Linked DNA regions of Mus musculus: regions 1, 3, 4, 5, 6 and 7 are each linked to region 2. A link is a contact called in public HiChIP or PLAC-seq and promoter capture Hi-C data. All regions are on one chromosome and are shown on one strand. The core of a region is the stretch at or near the end of the contact, and the rest is flanking DNA. Distances in the headings are between cores, read along the strand shown.

Region 1 (2,954 bases), core at 259-2,758, 470 kb after region 2:
ATAAGAGTTGTATTAATATAAAAATGGCATCCAAAAATTTTAATACATGTGAGTGAAATCAGAGAATGACTTCAAAGAATAGAAAAAATAAGAAAATTCTAAATAAAAGAAACAAAGAAAGAAATCCAACCGATCAAAGTCCTCAAAGAATCTCTGTATTAAAAATTAAATAAAATTGTCACAATACAGGAAAAAGTTGTTTATGGAACAGAAAACAACTCATAAGACCCAATGATCAAACTAGTAAATTAAAGGCAAGAGCTTACATATATTTTTAAACCTAAAACTCGTTAGTAATTAAAGAGAAGACGTAAGATGACCTAAGGATTTTTCAAAGTTATATAAAATGGCAGTTCTCAATGTGGGCCAGGGTGTGGTCATAAAGATCACATTTAATCAGTGCTGTGAGAGGGCTCTTGGTTAAAGTTCTCTGAGATACAACATTGTAAGAACTATTGAGATAACCTTAAAAACCAGGATTGTGTCCAGAAAGTTATTCTATGAAGAAGCAAAAGGGCGGGAAGAAGGGTGGAGATGGAGGAGGAAGAGGAGGAGAAAGAGAAGGAGGAGGAGGAGGAGGAAGAAGAAGAAGAAAGGAGAAGATGGAAGTCTGGGTGGATGGGTGGTTGGGGAGCTTATAATACTGACAAAAACGGGTACATGTGACCAAAATTTGTAATAAATAGACTGACTAGATGTCATATCAGTTAAGAGTTACTTTGAGAAAATAATTACAAGAGGGAATGAATTCTAATGTTTTATTCCCAAAAAACCCTAAAATATAAAAATTGAATAAACATTTTGGTATAACTTGGTGAAAAGAAATAGAGAAGTATGTAAGAAAAGAAGTAAGGAAAAAGGAAGGGAGGAAGGCAAGAAGGCAAGAAGGCAGGAAGGCAGGAAGGCAGGAAGGCAGGAAGGCAGGAAGGCAGGAAGGCAGGAAGGCAGGAAGGCAGGAAGGCAGGAAGGCAGGAAGGCAGGAAGGCAGGAAGGCAGGAAGGCAGGAAGGAAGGAAGGAAGGAAGGAAGGAAGGAAGGAAGGAAGGGCAGACGGACAGACAGGGAAACAGAGAGGAAAGAAAGGAGAGAAAGAAGAGCAGCACCTTCTACTTAAGGGTGCCTGATGGAGGAACACGAGCGCATGTGTATTACTCTTCGCTACATCTGCTGTAAGCTGGCCTCTTACTCTTCTCTCTGCTATATCCTTCTTCACTTTTTCAATACCATGGCCATATATTACTTTTATAACTAGGAGAAACGCAGTCATTTTAAAGACTTTTAAGGGTAAAAAACCCATCAAACTGCATCCCTATCAGAACCCCCCCCTGCCACTCCCCCCAAAAAAAAACCTCAAACAAACCCTGGATCCTGAATATATCTGCAGACAGAGGGAGTTAAAAACAAGGAGAGCTGGCAATATTCCCAGGATGCCAAACCATTTGGTTAGCTTAATTAACATGAGGAAGAATGTCAGCCTAAGACCTTGAATTAGTCACTGGAGACTGAAGTTTGCTTTTGAATGCTGAGGCCAGTCCCTGTAACAGTGGAAGAGAAAGGGAAAGTAGAAACCGCCATGCCACTAAGCCATTTCTTTGACCCTATCTACTCTGAGAAGGACTGATAGACACAACCTACTGTCCTGAGAATTCTCTGCAGCCAAAGAACACAGCAATCCCTCTGTTTCATATGCACAACAGACTTAGATTCCTGTCCCGAACTTGTAACTATGGGAAAAAAATGTTATGCAATCTTGTTCTAGAAACATTCACCAATAAATAAATAAATAAATAAATAAATAAATAAATAATAAATAAATAAAATGAATTAACAAAAAGAATCAGAGTGGTTTTTCAAGCTTCAAGATATTCTAATTTAGTATTATAATTATTATTGTTATTGTTGTTAATTATTATTTATCATTATTATCATTGCTATTTGTCTTTCTTAACCTTTTCACTGTCTTGAGCCTATCAATTATGGCTTTCATTCAAATGTTAGGGGAAGGAAAACTTGAGTAGTTTGTTTGTTTGTTTGTTTGTTTGTTTGGTTGGTTGGTTGTTTTGGTTTTGGTACTCTGCTAAGATCCATGTGGAGGACACTTCAGCACAGCATCAGGGATTATGTTTGTAAATGTGTTTGTGGGATAAGATGCAGGGTCCAGGCAGAATCTATGAAGTCCCCCAAGCATCTTGCACATACATCTGTACACAGGCAGAGCTTGGCTTAAGAAGTATCACTGTGCTGACTGAATTACTTCCTTCATGAATTTCTTTTTTTCTGTGATGTGTACTCATTAAGTAGAAGACAATGAGAGTACACAACACATAACCCTTGACCAGTGACACATTCTAGTGACCTTCACTAACTGTACCTCCTAGTAAGCTAGTCTCCTGACAAAACAAAAATATTTCTTTTTCTCTTTTTTAAACTAAACAAACAAATACATGTTTGATAGGAATGCACATGTCATTAGGATAAAGATTGAGTGGGGACATCTAAACTATATTATTCATTTTTTAATAATAATAATAATATAGTTACCTGCTCTTCAGACTTTATTAAACTCAAGTCAGAATAGCTACATTCTGTTGTCAGTAGACCATGTTGTGATCTGCCCTTGGACCTGTGAGATATTTTGAAACTTTTACAAACCCTACATTGTTGTTAGGTGTTTATCAGTCACAGCTCAGATATTAAAGCAAAACTCAGCTTACCACAGAGTTCATACATACAGCACACATATGGGCTGCTGACTGTTCTACAAATGCTATCACTGTGGCATTGAAAGATCTCACAGGTAATACCGGAAACCTAGATCTTCAAGCTGCTTTGCTCTGTTTTGTTTTGTAGCCTGAGAGTTGAAGCTGGGAAGAAGGTTATTCTCAGAGCTGGCCATATTCCTTTGGCTTCTCAATTTTTAAATTTTGAAAGAAATGGCATCGGCTTTGCGCAGAT
Region 2 (2,741 bases), core at 21-2,520:
AATAACGCGACCCTGCTCCCCGCGCGGGGTGCGCTCTGGCCCCCCGCCAGGCACTCTTAAAGGCACAGGGGCCGGGAACGCTCGGGTTACTCGACCTGGAGAGCCGGGAACTGGGCCCTGATCGGAGGTTGGGGGTGGGGTGTGCGTTGCTCTAGGGTAGGTGGCCCCTAGTTTCCTTAGTCTCGCAGCCGTTTCTCCTAACACAGTCCTCATCCGGCCTCAGAGCTTCAGCCACACAATCTCCGCGTGCCGGTGAAATGAGCGTTTGATATATACTTGATGAATCGAATCATTATCCAGTCACTGAAATACACGTAGTAAAACTACACTCCAGTTCTCGAGGTAAAAAGGCGCGCCGCCTGTGACCCGAACTGTCTTTCCTGCCCTCGCTCTTCTCCATAGTTGAAAAGGTTTGAAGAATAGCCGGTGCAAAAAGTCTCCAAGGACGCAGAGGCAGTGTCCCCAGGGTAAGGGACGAAAAGATAGGAGTCCCTGCCGGCGATATTGGAGTTTAGCTTTCTCCAGGCAGTTAGAGAAATGGAGAGGATAGGGATAGATTGAAAGAGTTCAGTTAACTTTGAAAAGGGGGGGAAAAAGTAGGGAGCGTCCGTGCGCACAGAACACTTACCTTCATGGCGAGGGGGAGGGGGCACGGAGAGGAAGTCGCCACCCGAGCGAAGGCGGCCGAGGAATTCAAGCGAAGCGTCGGGGTTAAGCCTTGGGGGACAATCCAAAGCAGGGCTGCGGAGTCCTCCTGGGCGCGTCGGGTGGGCGCAGCGACCCGGAGCGGAAGCGAGCACTGGCGCCCGGACTCGGGCAGAGGAGTTGGTATAGCGTGGAAATGTGCCCAGGAACCGAGAGGGCGCCGGCGCGCGCGGGCGAGCAGCAAGCGCAGGGCCGAGCGGGGACACAGTGCAGGAGCCGCGGGTCCGACGAGGGCGCGCAGGCGACTGTTCCGCGGCGAGGCGCTCCCTCTCTAACGTCCATCAGCGACGGCGGTAATTAGGGCTTTCCAACCCCAAATGTGGGCGTGATTGTGCAAAAGACTTTACAACAAATAATAAAAAAAATTCTTCACAAGAAGGTGAAAAAAAATGCCCCACTACTCAACTGTGGCCCGAGGCGGGGAAGGAGGGGGGGCAATCCCTGTGCCCAAGATGCCCCCAGTTCATTCACACCACGAATTCTGCAGACTCCAGGCGGCTCACGCCTCCTGATTGTCAGCTCCTCCTCTCTGGGTCTGTGGCCGAAACGTCTGCTTCCAGGGACTGCTCCTGCAGCTGAGTTAGCTAGTGAACCTCTGTGTACACACAGACACACACCCAAACACACACACATACACACACACAAACGCACACACACGCAGACACAGAGACACGCGCTCACACACACACACAGACACACACACACACACACAGAGCAGCAGCAGCGGCGGCGGCTATGGGACCACAGAACAATCAGGCACGCATGGTTTTTTCTCCGGGAGATGCCGCTGAAATCGCACAAGTCGCCATCAGAGCTGCAAGAGTCAGCGCCAAATTTTGTCCTTTCATTTTAGAGTCTGGCAAAAACCAGGCGCAAAGAAAATGGGTTCAAGGCAGCCCTGAACTTTCTGCCGCTTGGTGGCTTGAGCGGTTGATGGACAGCTAGCCTGTGGGGGAACGTTGGCTTCCCCCTTCTGGTCCCCTTCTTTCTTTCTTCCTTTCTTCGGGTTAACCTTCTTCTTTCCACCCCCCCGCCTTTCCAGAGAGAACAGAGCGAGAGGACGGAGGGCGCAGAGCTCCGCGGTGGCGACTCAACTCCAGAGGTCCATGGCGGCCGAGGCTGCCCACCTCCTCGGTCGCGGCCGGGGTCCGAGGGGCGGTCGTGGGGCCCGGCGGAGGCCGCGGAAGGAGATGGCAATGCAGCGGCCGCACAATCCGGACTCCGGACGGCGGAGGCGGTGCCTCGGAGCCTGCAGCAACTTTCCAAGCGATGCGGTGCCCCACAGACTGACTGGCCCAGCGAGGGGACCGCGTGCCCCCCACCCCCGGCCCTCCTGACCAGCTCCCTCACTTTCGCCCTCCCTCTCTCCAGACTCCTCTTTCCCTTGGTGTTCTCAGCGAAAAAAAAATATTTTTAAAGTTGCAGAACCAAACACGGCTGGAGAGGCAAAGGGGGGTGGGGGGGGGAGAGAAAAAAAAAGTCAACTTTGCCTATGCGCATGCGTGATGAGGCTGTCCTATGACAAACTTCTCAGGATTTTAAAGCTGTACTACGGGACAGGGTGCCTGGAGGCGGGGTACGCTCCCCCTTGGGCCCCCTCCTCAAGGCTCCCCATCCCCCAGGCATCTGTATAACGAGGTTCATTTCACTGCTGTTGCCTGCCTGCCTCCTGATCGGCTCAGCTTCTTCCAAAGCCGTCGACCCGTTTGGGGGTCTGAACCTCAACTTTCCGATCCGGACCCCTTGGCTCAACTGTCCCCAACTGCATTTACTGGCACCTCTACAGAAAGGACCTCACTGACATGGATCCTGGTTGGGTTGGGATGTCTCCTTGCGCCCTGGGCTTAAAGCCCGGGCTTGGAGGGTAGAGTGGGCTCGTGCATCTTGCAAAGTCCCTGGTGTCAGAGGTTTGCTAGACAGGACTGTTCCTCACCCCAACGTGGCCAGGCAAGAGTAGAGGTCATGCTGCCGATATGGATCTAGGTGGTGGCTCTCAGGGTGAGAAGACTGTGAAGTTTAGGTGAACCGGGGATCCA
Region 3 (2,856 bases), core at 2-2,501, 470 kb before region 2:
CCAGCACTGACAGCCCTTGGCTAGGAAGATAAGCCAGATCTTTCTGACCCTCACTGCTGTCCTTTCATGCCTGACAAAAATCCAACCCCCATGTCTAGGTCAGTGTCCCAGCAAATGCCAGCCCCATGGTGGCCTGGAGCTAAGCGGAATTTAGCTTAGGGTAAAGATATGTTACAAATTAAACGTTGCTGTCGGTATGTAAAGCTGCAATAAATAGAAACTGAGTTACATCAAGGACGGAATTAAGCCTTAAGTTTAAACTCCACAGCACTGTAATTAAAACTTCGCCTGTAGCAAGCCATTCACAGGAGATTAAAGGATCGTGGGGGAAGCAGAGGTTTGTTTGCCTTACCTTGCTCCCTACAATTTATAAGTCTGAGCTACCAAAAAGCTAGGAGCCCTGCCCCCACATCCAGCTCCCAATTAAAAACACAGTTTGAAAACCTTTAGGAGGCCTGAGGGGCCCCTTTTACAGAAGGCCACCCCTTCCCCCATGCCTCAGTCCATGAACAAATTAAAAAGTATTACCTGGTCCCCCGATGGTCCCCTGAGCTGACACGGTGTTTTCATTAATACATCATTAGAGTAATGACATTGTGCTGGCATTTGGGTTTCCAAATGGCCGGCACTGCAGCCACTCCAAATAAAAGCCTGGGGGCCTCTGAACACTTTCTTCCTGGGAAGTAGTCAGGTCCCATAAAGAGAAAACCCAAGACAGACTTTAATACAGCCTTTTCTGGGCATATCCATTGTATGCCGATGCCAGGCTTTCAAGGTCACTCCTCTTGTTTGTTTCCTTCCTTCAGTGTCCTGAGTTTTGCAGAGTCAACCCTGGGGTTAGTGTGACCGTGACCCTAACTCACTGAGCCAACAAGTATTTTCAATTCCTGGGATTCAACTCCCCTTCCCAGCAAAGGGATTGGGGGGCATCTCTGAGACTGGAAACACATCGTTCTATGTAAAGGCAGTCTGAGGCCTGAGAGTAAAGTGTGTGTTCTGATTTTCTAGACTGTGAACTGTTACCTTATAGACAATAACGGATTCATTCTGGTGTCTGAAGACTACACACAGGTGAGTGAGGAGACCCCCAACTCCATGTAAAGGAATAATTCAGATGGCACTGGGTTCCCCGGGTAGAGACAAACTATGGGGTTAAGACTTGGAGATGATGGTCCATGTATAAGAGGCAAAAGCATGTTATAAATCAAATGTCGCTCTGAATGCCACAGCCACATGTCTCACCTCAGCGCTGCCAGAGAGTCTGAGTCCAGCTGCCTTCCTGTGCTCATAAAGGTTAAACTTATGGAGTTCTTTGCCTCAGAGTTGTTTGGGCTACAAAAGCAATTTTGTATGAGGCTGAGGTGAGGTTCACTGGCTAAAGAACTTGCTTCAATTCAAATCACCAGAACCCAGAATGTAAAGCTGGGTGCCACAATGTGCACCTCAAGTCATGTCTGAGATGCGAGACAAAGACAGGCAAGTCCTGGAAGTTTGCACATGTAACCAACAAAGAATGGCAGTTTCTACAAGGTAAAGGGCAGCCATCAACACCTAAGGTTGACCTGTTTGCAATTCTGATGCTGTGGCAAACACAGGTGCACATGTGTGAGCGTGCACAAGCACACTCGAGTGCATGCACACACACACACACACACACACACACACACACACACATACACACACACCAGATTTTTTTAAAAAAGAATTTTTGCCTGAAGGGCATTGGTGCTTTAAAGAGTTTGGACTACTTTAAGGAGAGTTTCCCCCTAATAGTTAACATTCATGCATACACCCATACACACTCGAATTCTCTTTAAAAATCATCTGAAATGCTTCAGGAGTCAATGGTTTGGTGGGTCCATTCATGCTCAATAAATGGTTCAATCTTTTTCTATATGGCTCTGTGAGATCCAGGCATAGAGATGAGTTCATTTTAGAAAGAGTGACTTCAGAAAATGAGGACTTGAACTATATTTCTGTTCTTCTCCCCCAGAGTGTTTAAATGTGCTCTAGACGCTGATGCCCATGCACAGTCTCATTGAGCATTGGGCCACTAGAAGCACTGGATAAAATAAATGAGCCCATGAAAGACAGCCAGTCTCTAAGATAGCTGAAAAGGCCATCAGCCTAAGGACACCTGCCCATCTGACCCAGAGGAACATTGAGCGACTGAAGAACCTATGGGGCAAGAACCCAAAGTCCTTCCTCAGGAGGACTCTCTGTAATTCTACCCTAGCCACACAGGGCCGAGATGAGACTTGGTTCTGGGCTCAGGAAAGGTGGAGTGCCTGTCTTCCCATGGTAAACCCTAGCCTGGCCAGGAAGCTACTCAGAAAGCCATGGCTTCTCCAGGAGAATTTTCTCCCTCTGTGAAGTAGGGATCCTGCCAGCCTGCTCGGCTCAGGCTTGTTTGATGTTGTCTGGCTTCCTGCACCCCAATTAGGATAATTCTTCTCTATCTAACAACCAGTTCCATTGACACTGGTATATTTACACACATAAAATATAAGTGCCCTTCTTGCTCATAGCACCCGCACATGCCTAGAGCACGTGTGAGCATTTCCATGTTCCCCTGAAGGAGGGAGTGCTTGATGTTCAATAAGGGGAATGTTTCCTTCCTTCTTCCTTCTTCCTTCTTCCTTCTTGGCTTCTTCCTGATTTCTTTCTTTCTTTCTTTCCTTTTTTCTTTCTTTCTTTCTTTCTTCCTTCCTTCCTTCCTTCCTTCCTTCCTTCCTTCCTTCCTTTCCTTCCTTCCTTCCTTCCTTCCTTCCTTCCTTCCTTCCTTCCTTCCTTCCTTTCTTTCTTTCTTTCTTTCTTTCTTTCTTTCTTTCTTTCTTTCTTTCTTTCTTTCTTTCT
Region 4 (2,735 bases), core at 169-2,668, 370 kb before region 2:
GGCTAATGAGATACCTAGATTGCCCCATGAACATTCAGCCAATGAACTTCCTTTCCTGGGCATTCCTTCCAGCAAAATGAATCCCTGGTTTATCCTGAACAAAGTACATGCATTCACATCCACCACCAAATAAACCAGTATGAACAAGCAAAGATTGTTTCTTCATTAAGGATTGCCATAGGGAAGGCCTTTGTCTTAAAAAGCCACTTCTAAAACTCCCAAGGAAGGCTTTCTGTCCTCCAGCCTCCTCTGTACTCTGCACTCACTCCAAATCAGACTGTTCTGTGCATCCTGGGCTCTGCCTTTCCCCCTCCACCTGGCATGCAGATGCCTGGGGGGAAAGCAGACCCCTGAACCCCCGGTTCCCCACTCCCTTTCTCGGCACTATCGTGACAGCACTTGGGTACCCAGAGAGGAGACCAGAAACTTCTGTGGACTCTCAGCTTTGGACTTTGCCCTGCAAAACAGAGGAGGAAGGAAAAAAGAAGGGGAATGGGAAGGCAAAAACTGTAGACAGAGAGAGAGAGAGAGAGCCAGGAGTCAGGTATAAACTTTAGAACCATGCCCCTAGAGACCTACCTTTTCTAGTTTAACCCAACATCCCAAAGTTTCCCAAGCTTTTGGAATCTTCCATAATGTCACCACCACCAGCTGATGAGCAAGTGTCAGAGTAGAAGATGGAGGAACTGGGAGAATCAAACCCAGAAACTGAGCTAGGATTCAAACCTGCAGACCATTTCAACTCTCCAGTACTAGCCTCCATGTTGGCCAGATGCATTGCATCAAATGGTCTTTGAAAGAATGAAATCTTTTCTGTCATCTGAGATCTTAGATATGGCCGGGGGGGGGGGGGGGGATTACAAACACTATGCCGGAATAAGGCAGCTGGGAGTCACTGAAGCAGCTACCACACAGCTTCTGCCTAGAAATGTAAGAACATAGGAGACACCACCAGGTAGTACTCATCCCCTTTGTTGCTAGAATTACCTCTCCCTATTAGAGGTGAAACCCCTGATCCATAGGTAAGACCCCGGAGGCATTACATTCAACAAGTTCATTATCATATGGGGGAAAAATGTGTGTTTGTTTGAAAAGCCAGGTCCTTTAACGGCTATGACTCTTACAACTTCCTAAAGTCCCCCAGGCACTTTGCTGTGCTGAGGAACCAAATTAGGCTTAATATGATCTAATGTACAGGTCTGAATTATGCCCTGAGGATACTTTCTGGGAGATGAAAGGACCAATATGCTTATAAAGTTCTATTACTCTTTAAAAGGGACTTTTAAAATGTTGGAAGTACCTCCTGGCTAAGGGAAGGATTAGATGGCGGGCTTTCAGTTCCTTACTCCTAATGTAAACACCGGGTACTCCCAGGGTTCAGCCTCAGCTGACTGTCTTTACACAAAGCAAACAGATGCAAGGCCTTGGGCCTTTGTCTCTGAAGTCAGTTTAATGACTAGGGCAAAGTGAGATGTTTAGTCTGATTAAAGGCTCTGCTCTTCAAAGCCATACCTTTGTCCATGTGGGAAACGACAGTGTTTATAATGCCTGGGCTCGGTTGGTGGATAGATGGAGTGTGGACAGTAAGCAAATCTTCTTCCTCCAGACAGGAAAATGCCAAGCTTCATTTTTAAAAAGAAGGGAGGGATGCCTCGGTGCTCTCTGTGTTGAGTAGATCACTCATGGCCTCACAGGACGGAGAGCAATCCCAGAGAGCCAGGCAGCGGACATAAGTGAAAACATTCCACTTACATCTTTAAGCTATTCATAATTTTAATAAATAATATTTTATGATAGAAATTTAGAAACCAGAGAATAGCAAAGTCAACCAAGTATTACTATGGTCTTATCATGGCATACACTAGCAAGCCTTTGTTGCAAGGACCGTGATATAGCTGTCCCTTGTGAGACTAGGCCGGGGCCTAGCAAACACAGAAGTGGATGCTCACAGTCAGCTAATGGATGGATCACAGGGCCCCCAATGGAGGAGCTAGAGAAAGTATCCAAGGAGCTAAAGAGATCTGCAACCCTATCGGTGGAACAACATTATGAACTAACCAGTACCCCAGAGCTCTTGACTCTAGCTGCATATGTATCAAAAGATGGCCTAGTCGGCCATCACTGGAAAGAGAGGCCCATTGGTCAGGCAAATTTTATATGCCTCAGTACAGGGGAATGCCAGGGCCAAAAAATGGGAGTGGGTGGGTAGGGGAGTGGGGGGGGGGAAGGGTGTGGGGGACTTTTGGGATAGCATTGGAAATGTAATTGAGGAAAATACGTAATAAAAAAAAATAACTTAAAAAAAAAGAAATACACATATTATCACCACAGTGCATATATTCTCATTATTCTCCAAGCCCTTCCTAGAAGCATTTTCTACAAAACTTGTGCTCATGGAGTTCTGTGCCCTTTCCTATCTGTCACATCTAGAACAGTGAATACCACCATTTTTAATGCTTGTTGATCCATCATATGTATATATCATTTATCATACTTTAATTCATGTGGACATAGAAGCTATCTTCAATTCCTTCATATTGTGAAGGGCTGGAATTACAAAAGATAACAGTCAGGAACCTTTCTGAGTGTGAGTGCTTTTCCATGGCTGGCAGGACTGCATGCTTCTAGGCTTGGTCCCGGGGAGTGACAGGAGCATCCTTTGGAGACTGAAATGAACCAGGGAAGAAGCTACGTCTATGGTTGCAGAAGGCTCTGCATGGGGCTTTGAGGCAAAG
Region 5 (2,888 bases), core at 58-2,557, 410 kb before region 2:
GCTTCTGCTTTCATTAGTATAATTTTGATCATGGAGTCAACAAATACTGAACTGGAATCTCCGTCCCATACCCAGTGCTAGAACCTGGAGATAAGGGAAGATACCGACACTCAGATATAGCCTGATTTCCATGAAATTTGTACTTTAACACAGAGGAGGAGGAAGCTGGGAAGATGAAAAGGCAAAGGAAAGGGCTGAAGTCACTGGTCCTTGGCAGCCACTATTCCATTTGGGGTAGGAAAGAATAGATTTAACTTAGAGATAATTTGTACAAGAAAAGGAAAGTGGAGGTTATGAGAAAGGAGGGAAAGGGAATTGACAGGTATGTAGACAATGAGCATCAGTAGCCGAAGGCACAGTTTAAGGAGAGTGGCCTCTGCAGGTAGGTTGTGATGCTGTGCCTGTGGCTGAAGCTGGGCAGGGTGATGGACACACGAGATGATGAACTGGAGGCTTATCTGCCTCCTGTGCTAATGAGGTACATCCTTACAGCAGCCTAAGCAGTTAGCTTTGGAGAAGAACACAGAAACTCATCCCATGGGGAAGAGGAGAGCAGGATGGGGCCACAGATGTAAGGTCATGTGTAGATGGTATGTAAATGTTATTTACTAACTCTATTAGTTATTAATATGATCCGGCCAGATCCCCAGCAATCAAGGCAGAGTCCTATAGATCCTTTTAAATTAGCTTTAGCTCAATTCCTAGGCTATTCCCCCAATGGAGTTTTCTATGTGCTAGCCTGTTAATTCCCCAGCTGCACTCCCCGAGTCCTTGTTGTCTTAAGTTTCGTCCTCAGAGTCCACTTCTCCTGACCATGTGCCTATGATCCCCCCAGCATCATGGCAGCCTTTTCCTCTGTTCTTATTTCTCTTTCTTCCTCCTCCTTCTCTCTCATAGCCTCTACCTGTGACCCCAGGCCAGTAACTGAAACTCCACCTCTCTTTATTCTCCCCAGCCATTAACTGTAGCCACTTACATTTAACCAATGGCTTTAAATTTGGGAGCAAAGTTTACACAGCAAAGACTGGTATTAGGTGGGAATTTGCTCATCTGGGGTTAACCAGATCTTGGGGGTACAGAATTTAGCATTTGATTATGTAAGAAAACCAGGCCAACTCCCAATAGCCAAGCTTCCATTTTCATTTTTCCAGCTTCATACATCAATAATTTTATCTTCCCTTCCTTTTGTTTGGAACATATAATACAAATTTGTTCCCATCTCAAGCTCTGGAGCACAGATGGACTCTGTTGGCTTATGCCAGCGTTTGTTTTGCTTTGTCTTTCGAATCTTTTGCCGTTCACTCTTGGCTATACTCTGCAGTTGAAAAATAGATATGTCTTTGTCACCAGTGTTTGCGAATCTTGTATCTGATGCAGGATAGACCTAAAGAGTTTCTACTCCACAATTAACTCAAGGCCTCATCCCTCTTGCTGTTTCTGATCCCCCCATTTTCTCCCATCACACATACACGGACTTATTTTGTTAGTGGCTCATGATGCTTTCTAGTAGGAACAGTTTGATTTGTTCTATTTTAATGATGGCTTGCTCTGATTAATTGCATGGTAGCATTACTAACCTGTCCCTCTCCTATTCTCAGAATTTTTTTTTTTCCTTGCTGGTTCTTTTCATAAGACTGATTTAGAAGTCACTGCTTTTTAATATGCGAATCTAACAACTTCACATTCAGTGTGACTGCGGCGATTTTAGACTCCGAGTAACAGATGTCTCTGTCTTTATTAACATGCTATCTACAGATGTCTCTATCTTTATTAATATGCTATCTTGAACTGGCCAGGTTTGTATTTCATGTGTCTCTTTAGTCATTATTTCCACTTAAATATCTAGTGACTATTTTCTTCTGGACTTAGATATGCATTTGACATCCAACTCATTCAGTAAATCTTCCTTTATCCTGTCTACTGTGAAGCTGAGTCAACCTTCATCCAGTTGAAAATGGTTTGTTATCAGGCATCTTTCTCAGCCTTGTTTTCTATTGTTTGAGAATTTGATACATGTATATAATGTGCTCCTTTTAAAATCCTACTGGGTCCACATGGTGCTACCTATGTATTTATGGATACAGGACCATCTAATGGATAGCCTGTAAGGGGCCACATCCTTTAAGAAAACTGATGCCCCCAAAGACTATAAATTGTCAACAGCTCCTCAGGTAGGGGTGGGACTTTATGACACCCCCCCCCCATTCTATAATGTGAGCTGGCTTGAGTTTACATAGGTAGGACCTAGGCATACAGTTACAGCTGCTTTGTAAGATAGCAACTTACCTTAAAGTCTTTGTTCACTTTACATTTTTTTAATCATTTGGATGGGGTTTCGTCTTGTATCTACAATCTTCAGTATTGCATATCTTCTCTTTAAATCTCTCCTTTTTTTCCCCTTTGTGAACAAGCTGACTCCATGATTATAACCTTATGTGAGTGACTAATTCTAATTCAAAGAAAGGCTTGTCTTCAGTGTTCAAATTTTGTAACTCTTACTTGGTACTAATCATTTTATCTGTCTTATTATTTTGGTACTATACCAGGTTAAAGCTTGCTGAAATAAACACATACTTTTGGGTTTAAAAAGATATTAGATGATAGCTCTATATTGTTTTTAGTTCCTTCTCAACAAAATGACTCCTTTCACATATGCCAAATATTATTAGTGCTGGGGAAAGACAAAAGGTCAGATGTGGAGAAATCAGAATCTCATAGAAGTTTTAGACCCAAGTCTTAATTCTTAGCTTATAGTCACAATAAAGAAATGGCATTCTAGTGTCAGTTTCAATATTGCCTGTCCACTTTCCATTGGCAGAATATGGGTATGCATGCAGTATTCTTCCGTTGCTCTGTACTGTGGGTGTCTGGAAGACTCATGGGCTTTT
Region 6 (3,045 bases), core at 89-2,588, 340 kb after region 2:
CTGAGCTACCGCATGGTTTATAGAGTACATGTCTTTGGTCCATGTAAGAAGGAATTTAGATTTACTGTGCTGGCAGGAGAAATGAATTTATAAACTCTACATACTTAAGTGTGCTTAAAACACTCGTGATAATAAGCTGCAGCTAGGCAAATGTGTGATCTAAATGACTCTGAGCAAAAATATTTGTCTCTGCTGCCGATCACACAAGTGCAAGACTGCTCATGGTGGAACAGAGATGGAGCTGTGGCCCTGCCAAGAAGCCTTCAAGATCAGGCAGAAGGTGCACACCACTCACAAACTGAGAAGGAACTGAAACGCACTCTGTGATACTGCCACATCCAAAATGCAATTCTTGGACGAGTGGCTTTTGCCCCAGCATGTGGCTGAGGGGACACACAGGGAGAGGCCATCCTGAGCACCACATTGCATTAAGGCCAACTTGGATCCTGTTTTCCTGGCATGTAGGACCAGAACTCAGACTAAGATTCTTACAGGGGTCCCTGGTGTCAGCAAGTCTTCAGAGAGTGAAACTCCCTACTCTCTTTGCCCAGTCCCTATGCCTGCCTGGTTCTAGCACTGCCTCTTTGATCTTGTACAGATCAGGCCTGCCAGGGTATCATGAAAACTGTGCTATGTTGTACCCATCCCTGAGACTCAGAGTGTTGTCCCAACTCACTCATCATTTTCAGCCTCTAGCTTTCAAACTTCTTCTCTAAATGGCTAGTCTAATTCCAAGAGGAAAGACTTGGCATCCCTTGTGATGATGACTCCTGGGTATAGTCTGTCCTGCAGAGGCCTTGAGACGTCTAGAGCAGTATCCCATGCTCACCTCTAAGGGCTCCCAACCCATAAAATCAGTCCTTGTAAGATTTCTCTCCTCCTTCCTCCCTCTAGCCCAGACCTTTCTAATACCCTGGGGTAACTCCAGGCTACATTACAACACTTCATTCTTCTAGGGCTTCAAACACTGAAGTCTGGAAGGCTTGCCTGCTCAGGCTCTCTCCACCACTGTCCATGCCACTGTCAGAGGGACAGAATGACCAGAATCTCTAGGCTTCCTTTTTCACCCACCTGGCAGAGCTATACCTAATGAATACCAAATGGGCCTCTCTGATGCCTCTGCTGGGCAAGAGCGGCCATTGCCCCATTACACCTCACTGGTTTTCTTGGTGTTGTGGTAACGTGTCACCTTGCTTGGCTGGGTGGTATCACGAGGTGACCACATCCATGTGCATGCTTCCCTCCCCCCTTCAGGACCCCCCACCCCTACCCATATCCAGCCCCTGTCCTCTGGAGGAGGATAGGCAAGTGAGCACAAACTGTTTGGCGTCCTAAGCCAGAGCTAACTGAAGCCTGCTGCAGGCCCTGTTCATCTGCTTTAACCTCTCCCTGTGCTGAAGAAGACAAAGCACAGACAGAAGAAACGCCACCAGAGCCATAGATGATGGCTCTGTGCTTCTAAAACCCAGTGCTGCGTGGGCCTGGGGTAGAAATGCCCTTCATCCTAACCTAAAAGAAGTAAGTAAGTAAATAAATAAATAAACAAACAATAACAAAAATCATATCTCAAATCACAGAGCAGAATTCTTTCCCCAAACTTCCTCCCATTCCTCTTCATTTCACAGATATTTAAAGCATGTATTATGTTGCTATGGACAATTAGCCTTTTATCCAATTTGACTTGAGAGTTTAACTCTCCCACCCGAAGGTTTTAATTATGCCCTCAGCCCAGTACTTAGGCCCTGGTTCCTGCAGCTGGAAATCTGCCCCAGTGATGTTGTAACCTTGTTAATGTAACAAAAGAGGAGTTTACTTAAAACTGGACTCACTATGGACTTAAGCCAAATTTACTTGAAAGAGGAAAGAGTCTGTCAAAAATCCTACAGTAAACACGGCAAAGCAGCTCTTTCAGAGCCTCCCCTTAATTCCCAGCGACAAGCAATTTACATGTAAGTGAATTCATATGCTCCACCAAGAGGCTGGGCTCCACAGCGCAGGCGCAGTGCACTCACCCCTACACCCACCTCCCATTTTTCTTTTCTTTCCTCCCTTTCAAATACTTTTCCCCCGTTTTAGATATACACAGTAAGCTGTTCTCCTGAGCAAAACAGCATGAACCCACAACGTTTTAATCGCTCAAAGCATAATTAGGACCCTCTAAACATTTACTGAGCAAGTCGCTCTGAATAAAGGCAACCAGAATCTCTGAAAGCTGCTCACAGACCTGAAATGTTGTCCTGTCAAAGACATACTTTGCATTCTGTCTAAGCTGCCTGTCAAGTTCAAAGGCCTCTCCAGCTATCGAGGCATAAGTGGGAGGCGCTGGTGAAATACCCAAGCCCACGTTTGTCATGGTTGCCAAGATCCGGCAGGTTTCTTACCTTCTCTCCTAATTAGATTACCTTTCTAGTCCACAGACTAACAGAAAGCGCACAGTACACTAAACGTGCTGTGACAACAGGGACAGGATTGAGGGAGACCTTTCTGGGAAAGTGTGAAAGAAAATGATCCTCCTAACACCTCTGGGCACATGGGGAAGAGGCAATGCTGTGGGTGATGTCCTGCTGCAAGGGGGCGGGAATCCCTGGCATCTTAGACACAACCCAAAAGACATTAACTCCCCCTACCCCAAGTAGGAAGCCAGGCAGGGGCTCTCTTTAACATTCATTATTTTTAACTGTGCTCCTTGACAAAATCCACCCAGAGCAAACACTGGCCTGCGCTCAACTTTCTTTCATGCTCTCTGAAAGCTTAATTGGTTCTAACGAGATCAAAAGTTGTTTTCCCCCTTTGGCATGTATCTGTATTGTTTCTGAGCTATTTGGAAGTTGCTGGACACCAAAGGCAGATCCATCATTCTTGGGGCAACTCCATTCCTAGGGGTGATTCCAGGCCACATCTCCTGCACCATGCATCTCATGCATGTCAGAGAAGCAAGTTGCTCTGAATAAAGGCCCCCAAAACAGCACAAAGTTCCTTCTTACCACCTGAAGAGCAGCAAACAGACCACAGAGTCCTGCTACCCCTAAGATTGTGCCCCAGCAA
Region 7 (2,736 bases), core at 161-2,660, 450 kb before region 2:
GACAGTGCCCATGGACTTCTGGACGTAAGTACAAGGATGCTACCCAGGGAATGGCTGGGAGCTTCTGCTGCCTTTGGGACCTGTGGCTCAGACTTTAGGGTAATCAAATGTACCTTACTCAAAACCAAGAATGTATTTCCTGACTTGACTCACTAAAAACTGTTTCTGTTTAAACCCGGGTCCAGTGATTATGTAAGTTAAAAATCAGGTCAGGCTCTTAGATGGATTAATGAACTGTCCCTTTTTTATAGACAAGGAGGGGAGGAGCTTCATTGACAGTTACATAAGAGAATTTGGTTGGTTTAACAGAAATTGTCCTTCTGAGGGAGTTGGTGAGATAGCTTAGTCCCTACATCTCCTTCCACATAACCTTGAGGACCTGAATTTGGGTCCCCAGGACCCACATGAAACCCAAACACAGCAGTGCACATCTGTAAGCTCTGAGCAGGTGCAGCATGGAGTCCAGAGAATCCCCAGTACATCTAGCCAGCCTGAGCCCTGAACTTCAAGATCTTTCAGAGACTTTGTCTCAAAACCCAAGGGGAACTGCAACAGAGGAAGAGACATCTGTCATTTACCTCCCACCTCTGAATCCACAGGTACACACACAACTGAGTACTACACACATACACATGCACGCACACACAGGAAAATATCTTCCTTTTGGCTTGTAATAGTGCTCTCCAGCCAAGTGAACAGGTGGGTTCCTCTGCTCTTCTCAGTGCTTTCTGCCTGGGAGCTGCTTCCAGTGAGGGGGGATATTACAACCTAGGGTCAAGGCATACAGTGCTGTGTCCTTAGAAACGAGCTCCAGCCTGTCAGAAACCAACAATTGTCAGTTTTAAAATGTAATTTGCAGTGTACAGAAAATATCAATTACCTGAAAACTCAGAATATTTTTCTCCTTTAAGGTAGACCTCAAGATAGCCCACAGATGTATTCAAACGTAACCCTTGAAATATGATTTTGGGAATACTAAAAGCCATCCAAAATGTTCATTTAAGGACAAGATTTCAAAGTCATCTTGGTGAACTTAGCAGCCTCTGTGAGACCTGAGACCTTAGCAGGATGCTATCTAAGAGCTACATGTTTAACATGATTCTTCTACACACAGTGAGCCAGAAAGAGTCTGAGATACAAAGTTTCTGAGAGGCAGCTGAGAAGTTGGACTTTATAGAAAACACTGCTTAATGGAAACTTGAGAGGAAACATCACTTGGAATCCGGGCTTTTTGTTTCCAAACTGGCTTCCCTGCACTTAGTGTGACTTATTTCCAGATTTGAAATCTTCCCAAGACAGGTTTCCTCCATCCCTTTTAAAAAGCTCAATGACCCCTTGAGTCCCCAGCGATTGTTTCCACTTACAACCTTAATCCCTATTTGCATAATCCCTTTGTTTGCTCAGATATCCTTAGAGTCTGGGTCTAGCAGGCTCTGCCTGAGTTCCTTTTTCCTGGCCTCTTGTGAGCCAGTGCCAAGCTACACAGCCTTGGGATTCCTCTTAGGTCTACCTCAGCCACTCATTTCAGCGGGAACACAGATGCAGAATCAGCCGTGGTCTAACTCCTTGGCTCTTTCTGGGGCTCCAGGGAAGTGATGGTTTTAATGTCATAACACCTAATGAGCAGAGCATGGCGATTTGAGGCATTTGGTTTTAAGAAATTGTTGAAGTTAGTATCTTTCTCTAACCCTAAACATGGAGAAAGAGGGTCCCCTGGTTCAGGGATTCACTCGATGTTGATGTTGAAAGCCTTACTCAAATCAAATAAAAAAATATACAGCCTTGCAAAGCAGGGTGGGCTGGGAATAAGCCCAATGGGTTTCGTTTGTTTGTTTGTTTATGTTGCTCTCTGCTTGAGACAGGAACCTTTCAGCAATGTTTAGGGCACTATAAATTTATTCTTGTTTTATTCAAAACTGGATAATTCCTCCATTCCCAGTTCTGGTTCTTATAATTAAAATGCTCAGAGAGGAGGATTAGGCAGCTGTCGCCTCAGAAACCAAGATCTGGCATGCTTTTTCCTAATGGCAGCCACAAAAGGTGCTGAGGGTTTTCTGGACCTGCCGTCTGGAGCCCAGCTCTCTGCCAGTGCCATCGTCTGCCTTGCAAATCTGCACACCACTTACATATCTGGCATACCTAGGCACAAAGAGCCAACTGAGGAGGACATGGTATTTTCCAGAATTCAGGAAATTGAATTATCCACATAGGAAATATCACAGAGTAAACAATCCAACTGCTTTTTTTAATTAAAATATTCTGAAATAAAGATTAGGCTGTCAATGCCTTCTTTTATAGCATGCAGGGGATTTTCTGAGGGGATAAAATCACATGTCCATATGGTTATCATTTTTTCAAGTCCAAATATGTAAGTGCGAGAAAGGGCAGCCCAAATCCTACATAATTCATGGAAGGCATTAAAATCAAGTGTGTTCAATTTGTGCGTCTCTCAATGAACGATGCACAGTGATGGAGAACTGTGAGTCACCTTTCCAAAGGGGAGCCGTGCGAATTACCATTTGAAATTAGTTACATGATTCCAGCCCCTCAGCACCAGGCTGTGAAATATTAGCCCCTAGAGGGTAAAGGTTTAAGCATCGTTTGCTGAACTTCCTCCTTCCTCCCAGTGATAACCCTTGTATTAGATCATGTTTATTTTACTTGTAAATCACATCTCACTACAGGGGAGTTCAAAGTTTTAAGATGTTAGTTTTGGGATACAGTATCTAAGCATTT

The links. Promoter capture Hi-C pulls out the DNA fragments that hold promoters and counts their contacts. HiChIP or PLAC-seq counts read pairs in DNA pulled down with a chosen protein or histone mark.
Region 1: a contact with region 2 is called in an H3K4me3 HiChIP or PLAC-seq map of stem cell-derived neural progenitor cells, with 24 read pairs. The contact joins the enhancer-like site here to the promoter of Wnt5a in region 2. A contact is called at or near these places in 9 of 39 promoter capture datasets (cranial neural crest, embryonic stem cells, hematopoietic stem and progenitor cells and 4 more), 3 of 484 Hi-C or Micro-C datasets (cortical neurons, urothelial organoids and uterus), 13 of 115 datasets of contacts at active chromatin or transcription factors (craniofacial prominence, embryonic basal ganglia, embryonic forebrain and 8 more) and 1 of 9 other capture datasets (liver).
Region 3: a contact with region 2 is called in an H3K4me3 HiChIP or PLAC-seq map of embryonic limb bud, with 7 times the contacts expected there. The contact joins the enhancer-like site here to the promoter of Wnt5a in region 2. A contact is called at or near these places in 13 of 39 promoter capture datasets (the 3T3-L1 cell line, 3T3-L1-derived adipocytes, HPC-7-derived erythroid cells and 9 more), 16 of 484 Hi-C or Micro-C datasets (the 3T3-L1 cell line, adipose-derived mesenchymal stem cells, cortical neurons and 7 more), 13 of 115 datasets of contacts at active chromatin or transcription factors (the NIH/3T3 cell line, VIP interneurons, a colorectal cancer cell line and 10 more) and 1 of 9 other capture datasets (embryonic stem cells).
Region 4: a contact with region 2 is called in an H3K4me3 HiChIP or PLAC-seq map of embryonic limb bud, with 3 times the contacts expected there. The contact joins the enhancer-like site here to the promoter of Wnt5a in region 2. A contact is called at or near these places in 3 of 39 promoter capture datasets (3T3-L1-derived adipocytes, frontonasal cranial neural crest and liver), 7 of 115 datasets of contacts at active chromatin or transcription factors (VIP interneurons, craniofacial prominence, embryonic forebrain and 4 more) and 1 of 9 other capture datasets (embryonic stem cells).
Region 5: a contact with region 2 is called in a promoter capture Hi-C map of hippocampal neurons, with 4 times the contacts expected there. The contact joins the enhancer-like site here to the promoter of Wnt5a in region 2. A contact is called at or near these places in 3 of 39 promoter capture datasets (hippocampal neurons and liver), 1 of 484 Hi-C or Micro-C datasets (nephron progenitors) and 6 of 115 datasets of contacts at active chromatin or transcription factors (the NIH/3T3 cell line, craniofacial prominence, embryonic hindbrain and 3 more).
Region 6: a promoter capture Hi-C map of second pharyngeal arch cranial neural crest shows a contact between it and region 2, with 6 times the contacts expected there. The contact joins the enhancer-like site here to the promoter of Wnt5a in region 2. A contact is called at or near these places in 10 of 39 promoter capture datasets (the 3T3-L1 cell line, 3T3-L1-derived adipocytes, cranial neural crest and 6 more), 1 of 15 datasets of contacts at CTCF or cohesin (the NIH/3T3 cell line), 6 of 484 Hi-C or Micro-C datasets (the N1E-115 cell line, cerebral cortex, liver and 2 more), 12 of 115 datasets of contacts at active chromatin or transcription factors (the NIH/3T3 cell line, cardiomyocytes, craniofacial prominence and 7 more) and 2 of 9 other capture datasets (adipose tissue and embryonic stem cells).
Region 7: a contact with region 2 is called in an H3K4me3 HiChIP or PLAC-seq map of embryonic forebrain, with 4 times the contacts expected there. The contact joins the enhancer-like site here to the promoter of Wnt5a in region 2. A contact is called at or near these places in 10 of 39 promoter capture datasets (the 3T3-L1 cell line, 3T3-L1-derived adipocytes, cranial neural crest and 5 more), 16 of 484 Hi-C or Micro-C datasets (cerebellar granule neurons, cerebellum, cranial neural crest and 8 more), 18 of 115 datasets of contacts at active chromatin or transcription factors (VIP interneurons, astrocytes, cardiomyocytes and 12 more) and 1 of 9 other capture datasets (embryonic stem cells).

Annotation. Positions count from the first base shown.
Region 1 is chr14:28,029,610-28,032,563 of GRCm38.p6, reverse strand. The region is part of intron 12 of Erc2 (ELKS/RAB6-interacting/CAST family member 2); the gene reads right to left. Among named protein-coding and RNA genes, the nearest start is that of Gm34996, 150 kb to the right of the region's middle. Within about 2 kb of position 1,508, at least 17 of the 459 cell types and tissues checked have an H3K27ac peak or open chromatin away from gene starts, as enhancers often do. A contact at or near this core is called in neural progenitor cells and stem cell-derived neural progenitor cells, where this site is marked.
Region 2 is chr14:28,504,002-28,506,742 of GRCm38.p6, reverse strand. It overlaps Wnt5a (wingless-type MMTV integration site family, member 5A), which reads right to left and starts at 1,270. Exons shown (of 5, transcript NM_009524.4): 1 at 629-1,270. The coding sequence starts at 634.
Region 3 is chr14:28,970,431-28,973,286 of GRCm38.p6, reverse strand. Cacna2d3 (calcium channel, voltage-dependent, alpha2/delta subunit 3) reads left to right here. Exons shown (of 38, transcript NM_009785.1): 30 at 1,009-1,071. Among named protein-coding and RNA genes, the nearest start is that of Lrtm1, 46 kb to the left of the region's middle. Within about 2 kb of position 1,251, at least 6 of the 459 cell types and tissues checked have an H3K27ac peak or open chromatin away from gene starts, as enhancers often do. A contact at or near this core is called in embryonic limb bud, where this site is marked.
Region 4 is chr14:28,878,249-28,880,983 of GRCm38.p6, reverse strand. No RefSeq gene overlaps it. Among named protein-coding and RNA genes, the nearest start is that of Gm35217, 81 kb to the right of the region's middle. Within about 2 kb of position 1,418, at least 8 of the 459 cell types and tissues checked have an H3K27ac peak or open chromatin away from gene starts, as enhancers often do. A contact at or near this core is called in embryonic limb bud, where this site is marked.
Region 5 is chr14:28,917,455-28,920,342 of GRCm38.p6, reverse strand. All of the region lies in intron 35 of Cacna2d3 (calcium channel, voltage-dependent, alpha2/delta subunit 3), which reads left to right. Among named protein-coding and RNA genes, the nearest start is that of Lrtm1, 99 kb to the left of the region's middle. Within about 2 kb of position 1,307, at least 9 of the 459 cell types and tissues checked have an H3K27ac peak or open chromatin away from gene starts, as enhancers often do. A contact at or near this core is called in hippocampal neurons, where this site is marked.
Region 6 is chr14:28,164,049-28,167,093 of GRCm38.p6, reverse strand. The region is part of intron 16 of Erc2 (ELKS/RAB6-interacting/CAST family member 2); the gene reads right to left. Among named protein-coding and RNA genes, the nearest start is that of Gm52097, 220 kb to the left of the region's middle. Within about 2 kb of position 1,338, at least 51 of the 459 cell types and tissues checked have an H3K27ac peak or open chromatin away from gene starts, as enhancers often do. A contact at or near this core is called in the N1E-115 cell line, craniofacial prominence, embryonic basal ganglia and 4 more, where this site is marked.
Region 7 is chr14:28,954,080-28,956,815 of GRCm38.p6, reverse strand. Cacna2d3 (calcium channel, voltage-dependent, alpha2/delta subunit 3) reads left to right here. Exons shown (of 38, transcript NM_009785.1): 32 at 1-24. Among named protein-coding and RNA genes, the nearest start is that of Lrtm1, 63 kb to the left of the region's middle. Within about 2 kb of position 1,410, at least 18 of the 459 cell types and tissues checked have an H3K27ac peak or open chromatin away from gene starts, as enhancers often do. A contact at or near this core is called in cerebellar granule neurons, cerebellum, embryonic forebrain and 1 more, where this site is marked.